2 separate regions of the Mus musculus genome follow, and region 2 is linked to region 1. A link is a contact called in public Hi-C data. All regions are on one chromosome and are shown on one strand. Each heading gives the region's core, a stretch centred on a gene start, on an enhancer-like site or on the middle of the called end of the contact. The rest is flanking DNA. Distances are from core to core; before and after follow the strand shown.

Region 1 (3,574 bases), core at 837-3,336:
ACACACCTTGGGCCACAGTCTGCCCTTGGTTTCATTACTAACCACTTTTCTCCTTTTGAACTTCAGTGTTAATAGTTTCATTTACTCATTTTTTTTTCTTTTGTTCATTTATCCATTCAACACAGAGTTTTGAAACCAGTTACACTCCTGGGAAGCTTTGCCCAGAGCACGGGCAGTGACTAGGTCCACGGTGGTTGTGTCTTGCATTCTACTTGGAGAAACTGCACACAGGTTGGTCATAAGCAAGCTACTAAAGTACTAAAGGATGCTGGGTGGAATATAGTGCTGGGTGGGGTATGGTGGTACACACCTCTAATCTCAGAACTCTGGAGGAAGAGGCAGGCAGATCTCTGTGAGTTCAAGACCAGCTTGGTCTATAGAGTAAGTGTCAGAATAGCCAGGGCTACACAGTAACCTGTCCAAAAAGAAATAAAAAAAAAAAAAAGAAAGAAAAAAGAAAAGAAAAGAAAGAAAGAAACCTAATAAGGTGAAATAGTTCAAGGTAAGTGGATAGGATGTCACTGAGTGTGAAACTCATATGGGTGTCAAGAAAGGCCACTGTGCTAAGGAGATATTCTAACAGAGTATAGCAAGCATCCGTCAGGCTGGATTTGCTGGCTGCTTGGGAGGGTCTTTAAGATTCACTCCAAGATACACACACACACACACACACACACACCACAAAACCACAGAGAGAAACAGATATAAACATAGACTATGCACACACACCCCATGGAAGTAAAGGGGGGAATGTAGAGGGTATTTGATGCTTTATAATCTTAGGGTTTTCTATGTGTAAAGAAATATACAATTAAATACAAAACAAAATACTTAACAAAATAATAGGGAATTCAAAGCAAGCCACGAAAATGAAATAGAAGCAACGGCATACTTTTGCTAATTAAGTTTCCTCCGATTACTGCTTTTCTTCCCTTCATTAGTACAAGATAAAAATCACATTGATTGCTTCTTCACATCATCTGGTAATGTTATCTTGCATAAGAAGCATAAACATATAATTAGATATTTAATTTATCTGATTCTATCTTGCCCTTTTATTATTTATCAGACAGAACTACTTTAGCCAGTCCCGGTGTTGCAGGCCTGCAATCCCAGCACTTAGAAGCCAGGGGATGTATGATCACAATGTCCAGGCCTTAGCTACACAAGACCCTATCTTAGAAAGAGAAATGAAACTAGAAAAAAAATTCCTTCAATTTTCCAACCTCAAATGTTTATTTTGTGAGCATTTGAAGAACTGCGTTCAATCTGAGAAAACTCTTCTCAGATGTCGTCTTTTTCAGATAAAGGATTTGGTTTACAAGCCCCTTGTGTCTGCGCCTGCTTGTGAACCTACTACTGAAGATGCTGGTACAGGAAGAGCACTGTGATTCTGAGGGCAGCCTGGACTACGTCCTGAGATTTTGTCTCAAAAAAAGAGAAACAAAACAAACAGCCAAAAGTAATTCTGTAAAATTCCCACAGTGCCACTTTGGTTTCTATTTGTTTACAATCTGTTTCTGTCCTGTCAGCCACATAGTCCTGGTGTGATGAAGACGAATTCCTGTATTGTGACCTCTGTCCTTAAGCTTGAATGTCACAAAGTAAGCAGGCATGCAGGATTGTAGATAAATTCCCAGTATCCGGCTCTCCACCAGTGAAAGTGGTCCCCTGGAGCAGTGTTTCTCAACCTGTGGGTCACAGCTCTTTTAGGAGTTGAATGACTTTTCACAGGGGTCACCTAAGACCATCCTGGATATCAGATATTTACATTATAATTCATAACAGTAGCAAAATTACAGTTATGAAGTAGCAACAAAAGAAATTTTATGGTTGGGGGTCACCACAACATGAGGAACTGTATTAAAGGGCCACAGCATTAGGAAGGTTGAGAATCACTGCCTTGGAGGAACTGAGTCACAACGACTGACCCACACGAAGCATTTGTTTGACTTAAACGCCTTCGCTGGCCTCCAAAGTATATTGGCTCTAGCACTTCAGGGGAGGGCCTTGTGGAGAGTCTATTGTGAAGGACTAAGGATAGGCACAGGAAGCAGAGAGTGTGGGGAGGCTCAAGGGCTTGCTCCAAAGGGAAAGTCAAACACAGATGTAATGCATTCTGTGAGTTCCAGGAAAACTGACTGTGTGAGCCACGGAGGCTGCTGATGCATTTCCTGCTAAGTCATGCTCGCCCACTTCATGTGCATTTCCGTTCCTAATGATAGCCAATTCAGCAACTGTAGTGTGCCCTTCAGCTTTCAGTCCTGCTGGGAGTCTTTAGGGTTCAAATGTCACCAACAATACCTTCATTGCTGCGGTATGAATGCTCGCTGGGATGGTCAGGCAGTCATCCTTCACTAACAAGCCCAACATCCTTGACTCACACTTAGACTGAGAAGTTCCTGGAGGACCCTTCTTATCACTTAAAACGTTTTTGGGGGCAGGCACAGTAGCACACTTCAGCTTCCAGAATGAGGCAGGAGGAACTCAAGTTTGAAGCCACTCTGCTTCAATAGGTATGTACACAAATAAATAACTCTTCGGTGCCTGGCAATTTATCAACTTGTGTGTCCCATGAAGAACTGCTTGACTCATATCTTCAAGGCCTTTATTGCTTAATAACTTTGTCCCATATATTTGGGAGTTAACTTTGTGATATAGTGTCTTGAACCAGGCATTAGCAAACCTTTCCTGTAAAAAGGTCATGTGGTGCACAGTTCAGGTTTTGTGGGCCAGATGGATTCTGTCCGAACTACATAGCAAGACTGTGTTGTGGATGAAGTGGCCATGGACAACTATGTAAACAAATCAGCAGGCTGCGTTCCAATAGAATTGTATTTACATAAGCAGACCCTGGACCACATTTGGGCCACAAGTCATAGTTGTCTTCTAGTTCTCTGTCTCAAATCTCAAGTGTAGCATCCAAGAGTCTGGCATCTTCATAATAATGAGCCTGATGTATCCCCCTGTTTACCTCATGGCATCACTATAAGGGCCAAGGGAGATGTTAGTTGTGGAACTCTGTCATCACATTTTTTTTTATTGTATTTCTTTTTCCAATTTTTATTAGGTATTTACTTCATTTACATTTCAAATGCTATCCTGAAAGTCGGTCATCACATTTAAAGCAGTATATATTGGTAGATTTCTCTTTCTTTCTTATGAAATGACAATACATCTTACCTTTCCTTGTTCTCAAATTTCACATACAGGCAACCACAAGAGGGGATTATAACGACTTTTTCTATCGCATCTATGCTTTAGGGCCTCACATTAAATATTGGTTCCTATGGCGTCTGAAATCTAGTAGAACCTGTGATAGTAAGTTGTGTTGGTTTTTAGTTTGAAGAGAGGGAATAACCTATTACAGACTTGAAAGGTCCTCAGAAGACAGATGGGAAATGTCAGGGTATTTACTGATGTCTAGAGAACCTACATAGATGGAAACCTGTCTTTTACTGCAGGGGCATGGCTGGTGCTGGGTAAGGACCATGACGTAGTGGTTAGGATTGATGGACACAGTGTGCTAAGATGCTGAAGAGGCGTTTGTTCAGACACAGTCTTGCAGTATATC
Region 2 (4,082 bases), core at 116-2,615, 240 kb before region 1:
AGATGCAGGCAGGCTCCTAGTGGGGGTGGGGGTGGGGTGGGTAATATACAAGTGAGGCACTTCTGAGGTCAAGATAACAGCAAAAATGTACAACATACTTGTTCACAAAAAAACCTGTTCACACAAAAACCTGTGCATCTTTAATACAAAGGCTTTCGACTAGGAAATTCTTGAAAAAATGAAATAAAACTAATTGCTTTTGCAAATTTAGCTTTTGGGAACAATGGATGACAGTGTACCAAAGCAACTGAAAGGTTTCTAATTGCCCAGCTGCTAGGTAACTGGTACCTTTTAAAGCCCCCTGTAATTTTCCTTCCCTCCCCACCTTCATTCTGGTTTGTATAAATCACCTCTGTTTGTCTGTGTGCGCATATTTTTAATATTTTCTGTTTGACTCCCTCTATTTCTCTACTATCATTTACTAGCAACTTTTTGGTGTTCCCTGTAAGACGCAGAAGTGGGATCTAGATCAAATCAAGAGGAAGAGCAGCGACATTTAGTGATGAGTTGGTTTTATCGGTTAACTGAAGTTCTCCAAGTTACTTTTCAGAAAAGCTACACTTGCTCAATGTGCTGCTGGACTACAATTAAAATTACTTTAAAACACATTAATCCAAGTTACATGTTGCAAATATAATCAGACATTCAATTTTAACAGAAAAAAAAGATCCATAAAATTCTCTCCACCACGTTCTCTGCACTTTGAAGACCGACACGAACACTAAGAAATGCCTGTGTGCCACTTAGTTACGGGAGAAGAAAGAGGGAGAGGAGAAGCAAGTTTGACCCAGAGAACCAGATGGCACTGTACACATGAATCCAAAGTGCATTTGTAATAGTTCAGAAGCTCATTTTAGGCACTGCTGAATAACCAATGAAAATAGGTAGTTTCAAGTTTTTCTCTTTAAATTTTAAGTCCTGCCTCATCAACATCTACTCAGAAACATACACACTCTCTGGAGTTGTCATGATAAAATACAGGTAATTATGTTTATTTTTTTTTTAATTCTCCCTGACTGGTACTGGGAAGAAAATAGGAATACCATTTTGGTAATGGCTTCTGAGTTGAAGAAACTGGTTGTATAAATGCTTCAGTACATACATAAGTTTGATTGCCAGTTCCAAGTTTCAATAAATATTTTAAAACAGGATGTGTAAGGAAAAAGTGCTTCAATTCTTCCAGCAACCATATGCATTTGGGGAAAGACTTACTTACACTCCTTAGCGCTTTTCCTCACCCCCGATTTCTCTGGTGGGCACTGGCCACCCTGAACAGCCCACAGCCCTCCTTTACTGGAGACACCATTTCCATCTTTCAGCGCTGGTCTAAAGCCATCCAGCAGGTGGCACTGCAGCTCCGCAAGCACTGCTCAGGAAATCTAAGGCTTCCCCACAGGCTGCAAGCATCCTCTGAGAACTACAGATCAGGAGCAAACAGGCCCCCCAGCTGGAGAATTTTTGGGTCACGCTATTCAGATGATTTCATTTTCAATATTTACTTTTACTTCACCAGTTTTGTTGAGCTATCTGCTTACATTCTAGACAAAAGAGAAGTTTTAAAGAAAATGCCCAATGGCAGCGCCCAATCTGTACAGTGAACAAGAAATCATTCTTGAATCCACCTACACGTACATGTTGGGAATTGGATTAAACTGTCCATCTAATTCACAAAGAGACTCATTAACATTATATCATCAGTTTCTTTTCTGGACTGGCTTGAATTCATGTGTGCTAATTACAAAAATCCAAGGTTAAAAAAAAAACAATTTCATTATCATAGTTTTTAATGAAGAGAAATGTTTAAAATTGTAAAGGAAAAAATGGGAACGGGATGGCAAAATCTTAGCAGCAAAGTGGTTAAACAAACTGAAAATATTAATGCACAAACATTAAAATATTAAAGCATGTACGTTGCGTATAAAATACAGTACAGAACCAGGAGATGCACTATAGTGACTAGTGCTTAACAGAAAAAAAAAATGATTAATTTTGTTCTTCTCAGAAGTATATACACAGTTTATTTCCATGGCATTTCCTATATTGCCAGCAAGTTATTTTCTTTAGTTATTCACACCTTGCTCCAACCTGAATTACAAACCCAGAACTTACAAATATGGATAATCACTCATAAGGAAAACCAGGACTCTACTTCAGCAAGAAAAAGGAATCCTGAAAGGTAACAGTCTGCTCTAGGAAACCAAGCTCCTCTGAAAACAGCAAGGACGAAGATCATCTATCTGTGCAGCAGCCTCCAATGTAGAAACAGTAAAAATAAGACTGAAAATTGCTGCGACAGTGTCTGGTTTTGGATTTAGTTCATCCAATTGATTTTTAGTACAAAACTAGAAATAGCCTCTTCTTCATAACATCTATAGTTATCAATATATTTTTCTTCTTTTCAATGTGAAATAATACTTCAAGATGATCTATATACATAATGTTGTCAGTTCAAGCTGTCATATAAATATAAATGCTTTCTTAAAAAAAGTATTTTACAGACAGATAGTGTTATATATATATACATTGTTCAGTTTAATCTGGGGCAAAAGAAGAAAGCCAACACAAGCCGAAGTGTGACACATAAAACTGACTGCACAGAAATGACACTGAAAACCTGGAGAATGGACTTCAAATGGTAGTGTGATTTTCATTTTTATCACTTCAGAAACTTTAATCCATTAAAAAAAAAAGGCAAAAAAGGCACACTGCTTTCTTTCCTGAGGGAGTATTTTGCAACAATCCCTCACAAGAGTTTTAATAGTAACACTTTAAAAAAACAAAACCAAGACAATTTGACCTCAAAGTATTTTTAACCTGTTTGCTGGAGCATATCACACTACTTTGTAAATCAAACATCCCATAATACAAATGCTCTGCGACAGGAATGTGGTGTATAAGATTTCCATTCACAATGGTGGATTGAATACTTTCCTGGGAGAATTCTGCATATGTGTTACTGCAAAGTAACTTTGCTCCTGAAATATAATAAAATGCAACTGAAAGGTATTAATTACCATTGTTATGTGAGTAATAAGCACAGAAAATCAGTGAAACAGCTGTGCGAGTTCTGGCTCAGCAGAGTGAGAAATGGAGATCTCAAGCGGAAACTGTTTCACACTAACTATCCAGTTAATGCTTCTGCCTTGTAAAACGTTTATAAATGCAGTTAAGTTCTCTGAAGGAGGAAACTCTGAAAGAAAACAACTTGCTGGCTGAATACCACAGAAACAAAACAACTAAAGGAACCCTCAATTTCTTCTGTTTACTCAATCTCTTTATATAAAAATAAGTGTTACATTTCCATCAGAACATTAGACAATTACATCTGTGCTTTAAAAAAAAAGGTTGGTCACTCAAGGCTATTAGAGTATTTTAAAGATTTTAGATCTCCAGAATGTACAGATATGACTCAATATAAACTGCAGCCCAAGAGAGCTGAGGATGAACTCACCGAATCTCTCACATGGACACAAACGTTATTAACTAGATGAGTTAACTACTCAACACATATGGAATGTGGTGGCAGATATGTGCACATCTACCTCAGAACTAGGAAGGGCAAGAAAAGTTTAATATGTCATAGTTCGTACCTTACATTTAGTTAAATATAAACATTTGTTATTTATACATAAAACTGCTTTCAAAAAACAACCAATGATTTAGTTGCACTTGTCTTATCTCTTAATTTCCCAAGTACTAACTTTTCTGTACTGAAATCACTGTCCCTTAGTGCACTTTTTAGTTAATGTCCTAAAGAATTCAAATCTTTAAAAAGTCCCATCACCTAGTGCATAAATATGAAAATGCCAAAATTAATCCCTTTTAGTTGGATCCTATTCTATGTTGACCTTTTGTAATCAATAACCAGAAATGACTGCCTTCTGAAAATGCTCTGTGATCTGTCCCAGAACATGCCATGCACTCAGGGAAACAGGCACGGCTAGCATCTGTAAATCACAAGAACTGATGAGTTCTGCTTCCTCCACGCATGGCCCCAATGATACCGGCAAGATTCCATATTGCTTGCCAACAGCTTCCACAAATCCAAGTTAGCTAATTCCTGGAGATGAAGGTTTAAGCTC

The links. A called contact is a pair of places that touch in the nucleus more often than the background predicts.
Region 2: a Hi-C map of bone marrow-derived macrophages shows a contact between it and region 1, with 21 read pairs. The contact joins two enhancer-like sites. A contact is called at or near these places in 9 of 39 promoter capture datasets (the 3T3-L1 cell line, the C10 cell line, the HPC-7 cell line and 6 more), 2 of 15 datasets of contacts at CTCF or cohesin (the NIH/3T3 cell line and large pre-B cells), 1 of 484 Hi-C or Micro-C datasets (bone marrow-derived macrophages), 5 of 115 datasets of contacts at active chromatin or transcription factors (the 230-238 cell line, the HPC-7 cell line and embryonic stem cells) and 1 of 9 other capture datasets (embryonic stem cells).

What each region holds. Positions count from the first base shown.
Region 1 is chr2:116,941,148-116,944,721 of GRCm38.p6, reverse strand. No RefSeq gene overlaps it. Among named protein-coding and RNA genes, the nearest start is that of Gm46758, 26 kb to the right of the region's middle. Within about 2 kb of position 2,086, at least 97 of the 459 cell types and tissues checked have an H3K27ac peak or open chromatin away from gene starts, as enhancers often do. A contact at or near this core is called in bone marrow-derived macrophages, where this site is marked.
Region 2 is chr2:117,177,969-117,182,050 of GRCm38.p6, reverse strand. It overlaps Spred1 (sprouty protein with EVH-1 domain 1, related sequence), which reads right to left. Exons shown (of 7, transcript NM_033524.3): 7 at 1-4,082. Among named protein-coding and RNA genes, the nearest start is that of Mir674, 5.1 kb to the left of the region's middle. Within about 2 kb of position 1,365, at least 13 of the 459 cell types and tissues checked have an H3K27ac peak or open chromatin away from gene starts, as enhancers often do. A contact at or near this core is called in bone marrow-derived macrophages, where this site is marked.